Regions from separate parts of the Mus musculus genome. Here region 1 is linked to region 2. A link is a contact called in public Hi-C data. All regions are on one chromosome and are shown on one strand. The core of a region is the stretch at or near the end of the contact, and the rest is flanking DNA. Distances in the headings are between cores, read along the strand shown. Region 1 overlaps Pcyt1a (phosphate cytidylyltransferase 1, choline, alpha isoform). Region 2 holds the start of Pcyt1a (phosphate cytidylyltransferase 1, choline, alpha isoform).

What was found. A called contact is a pair of places that touch in the nucleus more often than the background predicts.
Region 1: a contact with region 2 is called in a Hi-C map of the G1E-ER4 cell line, with 3 times the contacts expected there. The contact joins the enhancer-like site here to the promoter of Pcyt1a in region 2. A contact is called at or near these places in 7 of 39 promoter capture datasets (the HPC-7 cell line, embryonic stem cells, fetal liver and 3 more), 2 of 15 datasets of contacts at CTCF or cohesin (CD8 T cells and the G1E-ER4 cell line), 16 of 484 Hi-C or Micro-C datasets (the Ba/F3 cell line, the G1E-ER4 cell line, the HL-1 cell line and 10 more), 14 of 115 datasets of contacts at active chromatin or transcription factors (the 230-238 cell line, CD8 T cells, the HPC-7 cell line and 8 more) and 3 of 9 other capture datasets (adipose tissue, liver and pancreatic islet).

The regions. Positions count from the first base shown.
Region 1 is chr16:32,466,875-32,470,535 of GRCm38.p6, forward strand. Pcyt1a (phosphate cytidylyltransferase 1, choline, alpha isoform) reads left to right here. Exons shown (of 9, transcript NM_009981.4): 7 at 204-346; 8 at 3,177-3,365. Among named protein-coding and RNA genes, the nearest start is that of Slc51a, 19 kb to the right of the region's middle. Within about 2 kb of position 1,792, at least 7 of the 459 cell types and tissues checked have an H3K27ac peak or open chromatin away from gene starts, as enhancers often do. A contact at or near this core is called in the G1E-ER4 cell line, the HPC-7 cell line, the SCID.adh cell line and 1 more, where this site is marked.
Region 2 is chr16:32,429,589-32,432,814 of GRCm38.p6, forward strand. Pcyt1a (phosphate cytidylyltransferase 1, choline, alpha isoform) reads left to right here and starts at 1,333. Exons shown (of 9, transcript NM_009981.4): 1 at 1,333-1,443.

The sequences.
Region 1 (3,661 bases), core at 542-3,041, 38 kb after region 2:
CCTTTCCTTTCCTTTCCTTTCCTTTCCTTTCCTTTCCTTTCCTTTCCTTTCCTTTCCTTTCCTTTCCTTTTCCTAAAAAGAAAAATTCTGTCTTGGAACTCACTGTGAAGGCCAGGCTAGCTTTGAACTTACAGAGATCCACCTGCCTCTGCCTTTGATGTGGCAGGACATCACAGTTTTTGTCTGTTTGTGTTTTTCTTTAGGCATGTTTGCTCCCACACAGAGGACAGAAGGTATCTCCACATCAGACATCATCACCCGCATTGTCCGTGACTATGATGTGTATGCAAGACGGAACCTACAGAGGGGCTACACTGCCAAGGAGCTCAATGTCAGCTTTATCAACGTGAGTTACAGCCTCGCCCCATAGCTCCCTGCCGCTGTAGGGCACATGTGCTTCTCGTGCTGTGTGCTCTGAGCTCACTTTTCAGTGTGCTGTGAGATTGTCATTCCCCAGAGCTACCTCATGTCTCTTATAAAGAGTATAGCACAAAGGCAGGCTCTGTCCTCACGGTCTAATGTCATAATATCAACATATGGATACAAGGACAGGCATGGTGGTGGCACCTTTAATCCCAGTGTTCAGAAGCAGAGACAGGCAGATCTCTGTGTGTTCCAGGATGGGTAGGGCTGCACAGTGAGATCCTGTCTTTAAAAATAAAAGGAAAGGAAAAAAAAGACATACAAAGCAATTTAACAAATAGGAATATATAATTATGCATGCCTATAATCCCAGCATAGATACATCTGTTCTAGTGAAAGGACTGGAGGAAAGAGGATCAGAATTTTGAGGCCAGCCTTAGTGACACTCTGCCTCAAAAGAACAACAGAAGTATAAGTTATATAGCAAGCACACTATGTCAAATGAAGAGTGGCTCTTAACTGGTTTTGCTTTTTTTTTTTTTTAAATTATGTGTTCTTTTGAGAATAAAATGAAAACTACAGATCTCTCCCTATATGGCTAGTGACATACAGCATTTGATATATAGTTTCTCCACATGGGCTATTTAGCAAGTCCTGTCTCACACACACACACACACACACACACACACACACACACACACACACACACACACACACAAACACACAAAACCACACAGGTACTTTTGATTAATATTGCCTTTTAGGAAAGATGTTAATTGTATATATAAATAATGTTTCAATAAGGTTGATTTAAACAGAGCAAACCTACTAACTATATTGTATGCAATAATTATTTACCCAAACCCTTTGCTTGTTCCCAGCTCTGTGAAAGAATTAGATAAACCAGAATAGGGCTTAGTGGTCCATCCCATCATCCCACGATTTGGGAGGCAAAGGCAGGAGGACCACTTCAAATTGAAGGTTTCAGGTCAACCAGGGCTACATAGGAGACCCTGTGTTAAAACACAAACAAGAGCAGGGCGTGGTGGTGCACGCCTTTAATCCCAGCACTCGGGAGGCAGAGGAAGGCAGATTTCTGAGTTCGAGGCCAGCCTGGTCTACAAAGTGAGTTCCAGGACAGCCAGGACTATACAGAGAAACCCTGTCTTGGGGGAAAAAAAAAAACGCAAACAAGAAAAAAAGGTAAGGTGAGCCAAGTGTGCATCCCTATAATCCCATTTTAGAAGGCTGAGTCAGGAGGATTTCAGATTTGAGGCTAATCTAAGCTACATAGCAAGACTGTCTCATAAAACAGAAAGAGGATAGAGAGATGGCTCAGGAGTTAAGAACACTGGCTGCTCTTCTATTCCCAGCACCCACGTGGCAGCTCACAATGCTAGAGCACATGTGGTGCCCAGACAACGACAAAAAAAGAAAGGGGAAAACCAAAACCAAATGGTCCCCGCTCTGTTTCCCCCCCCCTTCCCCCCACCCTTTATCTTGTTATCTTGTGCAACCTGCATGCCTCTTTCTTCCTTATGGTTGAGAAATTAAGAAACTACTTTTTTTTTTTTTTTTGCATTGTTTTGTGTTTTTAATAAAAACCTTTCAAGTTGTAGCCCAGACTGACCTGGAACTTGTGATCTTCCTGCCTTGGCCTCCTGAGTACTGGGGTTACCTGGCAAGTGCCAGCATGTTCAGGCAATATAGTGCTTTACATTTGACTAAATATCACTTCTTCTCCATTAGAGCATTTATACCATTTTACACTAATGTTTAGGGATGTTGGCAGGACCAACTCTTTGCCATTTTGCAAATGAGCAAGCAGATCTCCAACTTATAAAAGGCAAAACATGGACTGAGAAGATGGCTTGGTTGGTAGAGTGGCTGCCATGCAAGTAATGACCTGAGTTCTGATCCGCAGCACCTATGTCAAAAGCTAGGTGTGACAGCGCATCCTCTAAGACAGGAAGATCCCAGGAACCCAGTGGCCGGCCAGCCTAGTAGACCTGGTGAGCTCCAGGTTCAGTGAGAGACCCTGTCTCAGAAAAATAAGAGGGAGAGTGGTTAATTAAAGAAGACATGTGATGCCTTCACACACACACACACACACACACACACACACACACAATGAAAGTCAGTTTATCTAAAATCATGGAATGAGCTAGTGATGGGGTATCCAATGTCATGAATTAATTAAGGATCTAGTATTTCTGTTTCGACTCTGGCCTATTTGCTTCTTGGAATTGCTGTGTGATGATCTTGTGCATGCACTCTTCCATTTGAAAGAGCCTTATTGGATATATCTCTATGTCGTTATATTAGATTTATCTTGACAACCTTGACTTCCTTTGGTTGCATGCTAATCTATTTCTGCCCTCACTGTCATAGTTAGAATCACCACACTTTCATATAAGGTGACTGGCTAGCCAGAGATTATTTTTCCTGTTATTATGCTAAATAAACAACAGAGCAGATTAAGCAAAGCAGAATTTGTAATTTTGAAAACAGTAGCCAAATTTTTCTCTCTTTTATGGTAGGCAAAGTCAAGTTGGGTATTCTTTTTATAAATTAATATTATTATTTTTTGTAAATTATGTGTATGTCTGTGGTTATGTGCATGTGAGTACACGTGCCTGTGGGGGCAGAGGTGTTAGAGCTCTCAGGAGCTGCACATACAAGTAGGAGGGAGCCATCTGAAGGTCATGCTGTCAATCAAACTCGGGCTCTCCAGAGGTGCAGGATGTACTCAGCCTCTAAGCCATCACTCAGCCTGGGTACTAGTTCTTACAATTCATTTGTCTCCTGTCTAGGAGAAGAAATACCACTTGCAAGAACGAGTTGATAAAGTAAAGAAGAAAGTGAAAGATGTGGAGGAAAAGTCAAAAGAGTTTGTGCAGAAGGTGGAAGAGAAGAGCATCGACCTCATCCAGAAGTGGGAGGAGAAGTCCCGAGAGTTCATTGGAAGTTTCCTGGAAATGTTTGGTCCAGAAGGAGCACTGGTGCGAGCCTTTCTTCCTGACACTTGAGGGAATGTTAGGGAAGGGAAGGGGGCTGCTTTTTGTTCCTGCTATACTGGCATTGAACCCAGGGCAGAGTACACATGCTATCAAGCACTCTACCACTGAGCTACATCTGCAGCCCTATATTTGTTGGTTGGTTTATTTATTATTTTTTTGAGACTAGAACTCACTAGGTAGCCTTGGTTGGCTTGAAACATGCAGTGTAGAATAGGCTGGCCTAGAACTCACTCTTCCTGTCTCTATCTATCAACTGCAGGGATTAATGGTGTGTGCCA
Region 2 (3,226 bases), core at 83-2,582:
GAGGCCCTTGGTGTCTCCTCCAGCTACGAAGTCCTTTTTTGGGGGCATTTTATCTGCCAAGTCCAAATACCTATTTGAACTTAAGTGTGTGTGCTAGCTTTTAATCATTTTTCTCCTTAGAAGCACCTCAGCAGATGCACAAGTTCACCCATCCTCTTTCCTCTCAGTTATCTTCAAGTAAAAAATGCAAACAAATACATAAAAGTCTACCCCCACCCCCCCCATCTTTCTCCTGTAGAGTTTTCTTCCCACTTGCCTTACAGCTACAGAATTGCACAGGGTGTGGCGGCTAATGACCGCACTCTAGAGTCTGAGGCAGGAGGTCCACTGCAAATTCAAGGCCGGCATGGGACAAATAGTAAGGTCCAGGCCAGTCTCGGCAACAGTAAAGGCCATGTCTGATAGTTACTTTTAATTCCCCTCAAAAAGTCTGGAGAGAGAGTTCAGTGGTTAAGAGTTAAAAGCACTTACTGTTCAATTAAGACTAGAATTAGCCCGGCAGTGGTGGTGCACGCCTTTAATCCCAGCACTGGGGAGGCACAGGCAGGTGGATTTCTGAGTTCGAGGCCAGCCTGGTCTACAGAGTGAGTTCCAGGACAGCCAGGGCTACACAGAGAAACCCTGTCTCGAAAAAACGAAAAAAAAAAAAACAAAAAACAAAAAACAAAAAACCAAAAAACCAAAAAAAACAAAACCCACTAGAGTTCAGGTCCCAGCACCCAGGTATTCACAAAGGCCCGTTAACTCTAGCTCCAAGACATGTCACCCCATTTATGGCCTCCGTGGACACACAAAATCTTAGAAGTGTGTTGTGTGTGTGTGTGTGTGGGGGGGGGGGACTCGGCCAAACAAAATCCCCCAAAAGCTCACCGTAGGAAGTTCGTTCCCTAGACTACAGCCTCCTTGTCTGTGCATTTTTGCCCTCGCCTCTACTCCTGCTCCACTACTTCCCGGGTCGATTTCTAGGCTCGTTTTCTGATGAGTCAACCCAGGTCCGAATAACTGGCAGACAGAGGATGAGCTCAGACCCGAGCTCGCCTGACCGAGCCGGCGGGCTCGAAGTCCTCGGGGAGGTCGGACATCGGAGCCCCAGCCCTGCGGAGAAGGCGAGGGGCAGCGGGCGCAGGGGACGCCGGGAGACCGGCGGCAGGAGGCGCCACACATCCGGAATTCCGAGCCCGCCGACCCCGCGCCTGCCTCCAGCGCTTCGGCTCAGTCACCCCACGCGCCCGGCCCCTCTGGAAGCGGAACTACTCTGTCAGGTTGTGGTTTTCAGGAATGCGGAGGTGGCATTGACAAGAGGGCGGGCGGGAGGCGGGACTTCCGGTCCGCAGTCCGGTCAGATGTTTCCCGGGCGTCTCCCCGCAACCCATTTGACTTCGCTAGTCGGTGACGCGGCGCGGGGAAGGGATCCGAGGGGGACCGGAGCCTGGAGGAGTTGAGGTAAGGAAACTCCGGGTAGTGGGTGCTTTGCGAGGACAAAGGCGGGCTGGGAGCGTGAGGGGGCTGCGACTGAAGAGTGGGCCAGTGACAGCTAGGGAAAGTGTGAAGCAGGAGGCTACTGTGACCGAGGTACAATGACAGCCAAGAGGACTGTGACCCAGGGGTGGCCGCTTGTGAGGGGTCTGTGACCCCCGGAGCAGTAAATGCGAGGGACTCTGACCTCGGAGAGCACGAGGCAGAGGCTGCGACGGGACCATGACCGAGTAAGTATGCAGCAGTGACTACCCGGGGACTGACTGATCGATGGATAGTGACTGAGGGGATTGATCCGAGGGACCATGAAGCAGCGGCTGCGAGGGCGCGCTCACCGACAAGCAGCGACTTTGAGGGCTGACTTGGAGGAGAATGTAAGATCAGGAATTGGGGGTGGTGCTTTGCACTTGTGTTTGTGTACAAAGTGTGAGTGAATGAGCGAGGGACCCACCCGGCACAGGTCTTACGAAGAAACCGCACTGGTGTGAGACCAGACCAGAGTTTGAATTTTACGGGCAAACTTCCGTGGGTGAGAAACTTAGTTCACCACTGAGCTAGTGTCTTCGTCAGTAAGCGGAAAGTTCAGAGTTGGATTATGCCACCCAACTCTGAGTCCCAGTTTACTATTGGGCTGTGAAGACAGTTTAGTTGGATGGCAACTAACTAAATACAGACAACTGGTCTACAATAGAAATCCCCGCTGTGTTCACATAGTAAGGATTTATAAAATAGGTTTCAGGTGTGTTTGCAATGATGCTATAAAGTTAGCTTCCTACATCTTACTACGTATGCAGTAAACGAGCTAAAGTTTGAAAACTGGGTGTGGTGATACACAACTAGAATTCAGACACCCAGGAGGCTGAGACAAGTATTTTCAGTTGGGCTTAAAAATTTTGGTGGACTTAAAGTGTTTTGGTTTTGTTTCTTTGCTCTTGCTTGTGAGTTTGTTTCTTCAAGTCAAGGTGTCTCTATGTAGCCCTGGTTGTCCTGGAACTCCCTCTGTAGACCGGGCTGGCCTTGAACTCAGAGATCTGCCTATTTCTGCCTCACCAGTGCTGGCTCTGAGGCATTAATACAGGATCTCACTATGTATAGCCACTGACCTGGAACCATCTAGACCAGGGTGGCCTTGAACTCACAGAGACTCCTGGCCTCTGCCTCAAGATTAAAGGTGCATGCCACCATGTCTAGCTTTTTGCTGTTGTTGCTTTTTTAGTTTGAGAAGTAGTGGGTTTGGATTATTTGAGGTTTTTCTTTCTGTAATGATTCTATGATTAAGGAACTGCAGAGAAGTAAGTGTAGAGTGAGTTAGGAACTGGGACCTGTGCTGGCCACAGGCTCCAACAGATGGCCTTAACTGGAGAAAGCTATTTGACCGTAATCAAGATAGCTAGTTATGATTGAGGACTAAAACACAATTTTTGTTGGGAGAGCCAAAAGCTATATTGAAATAGGGATGGTGATAGTTATAGAAGCAATAAGGATATAGGCGTTTGTTGTGGAGAAACTGCCAGGAATAGGCATTGAGGAAGGAGAAACTTTGAGGATAACACAGTTTAAGAGCAAAACTGCAAACCCAGAAAACAGTTTGCTAAGAATAAAATAGAAGTAGGGAGAGATAGATCTTCATATTCTATTCAATCTTTATGGTTGGAGAGTCTACAAGTAAATAGGATTGCTATTAAAAAGGTATTGGGTCAGGTGTGGTACCAAATGTCTTTTATTCCAGCACTTGGGAGGTACAGATAGG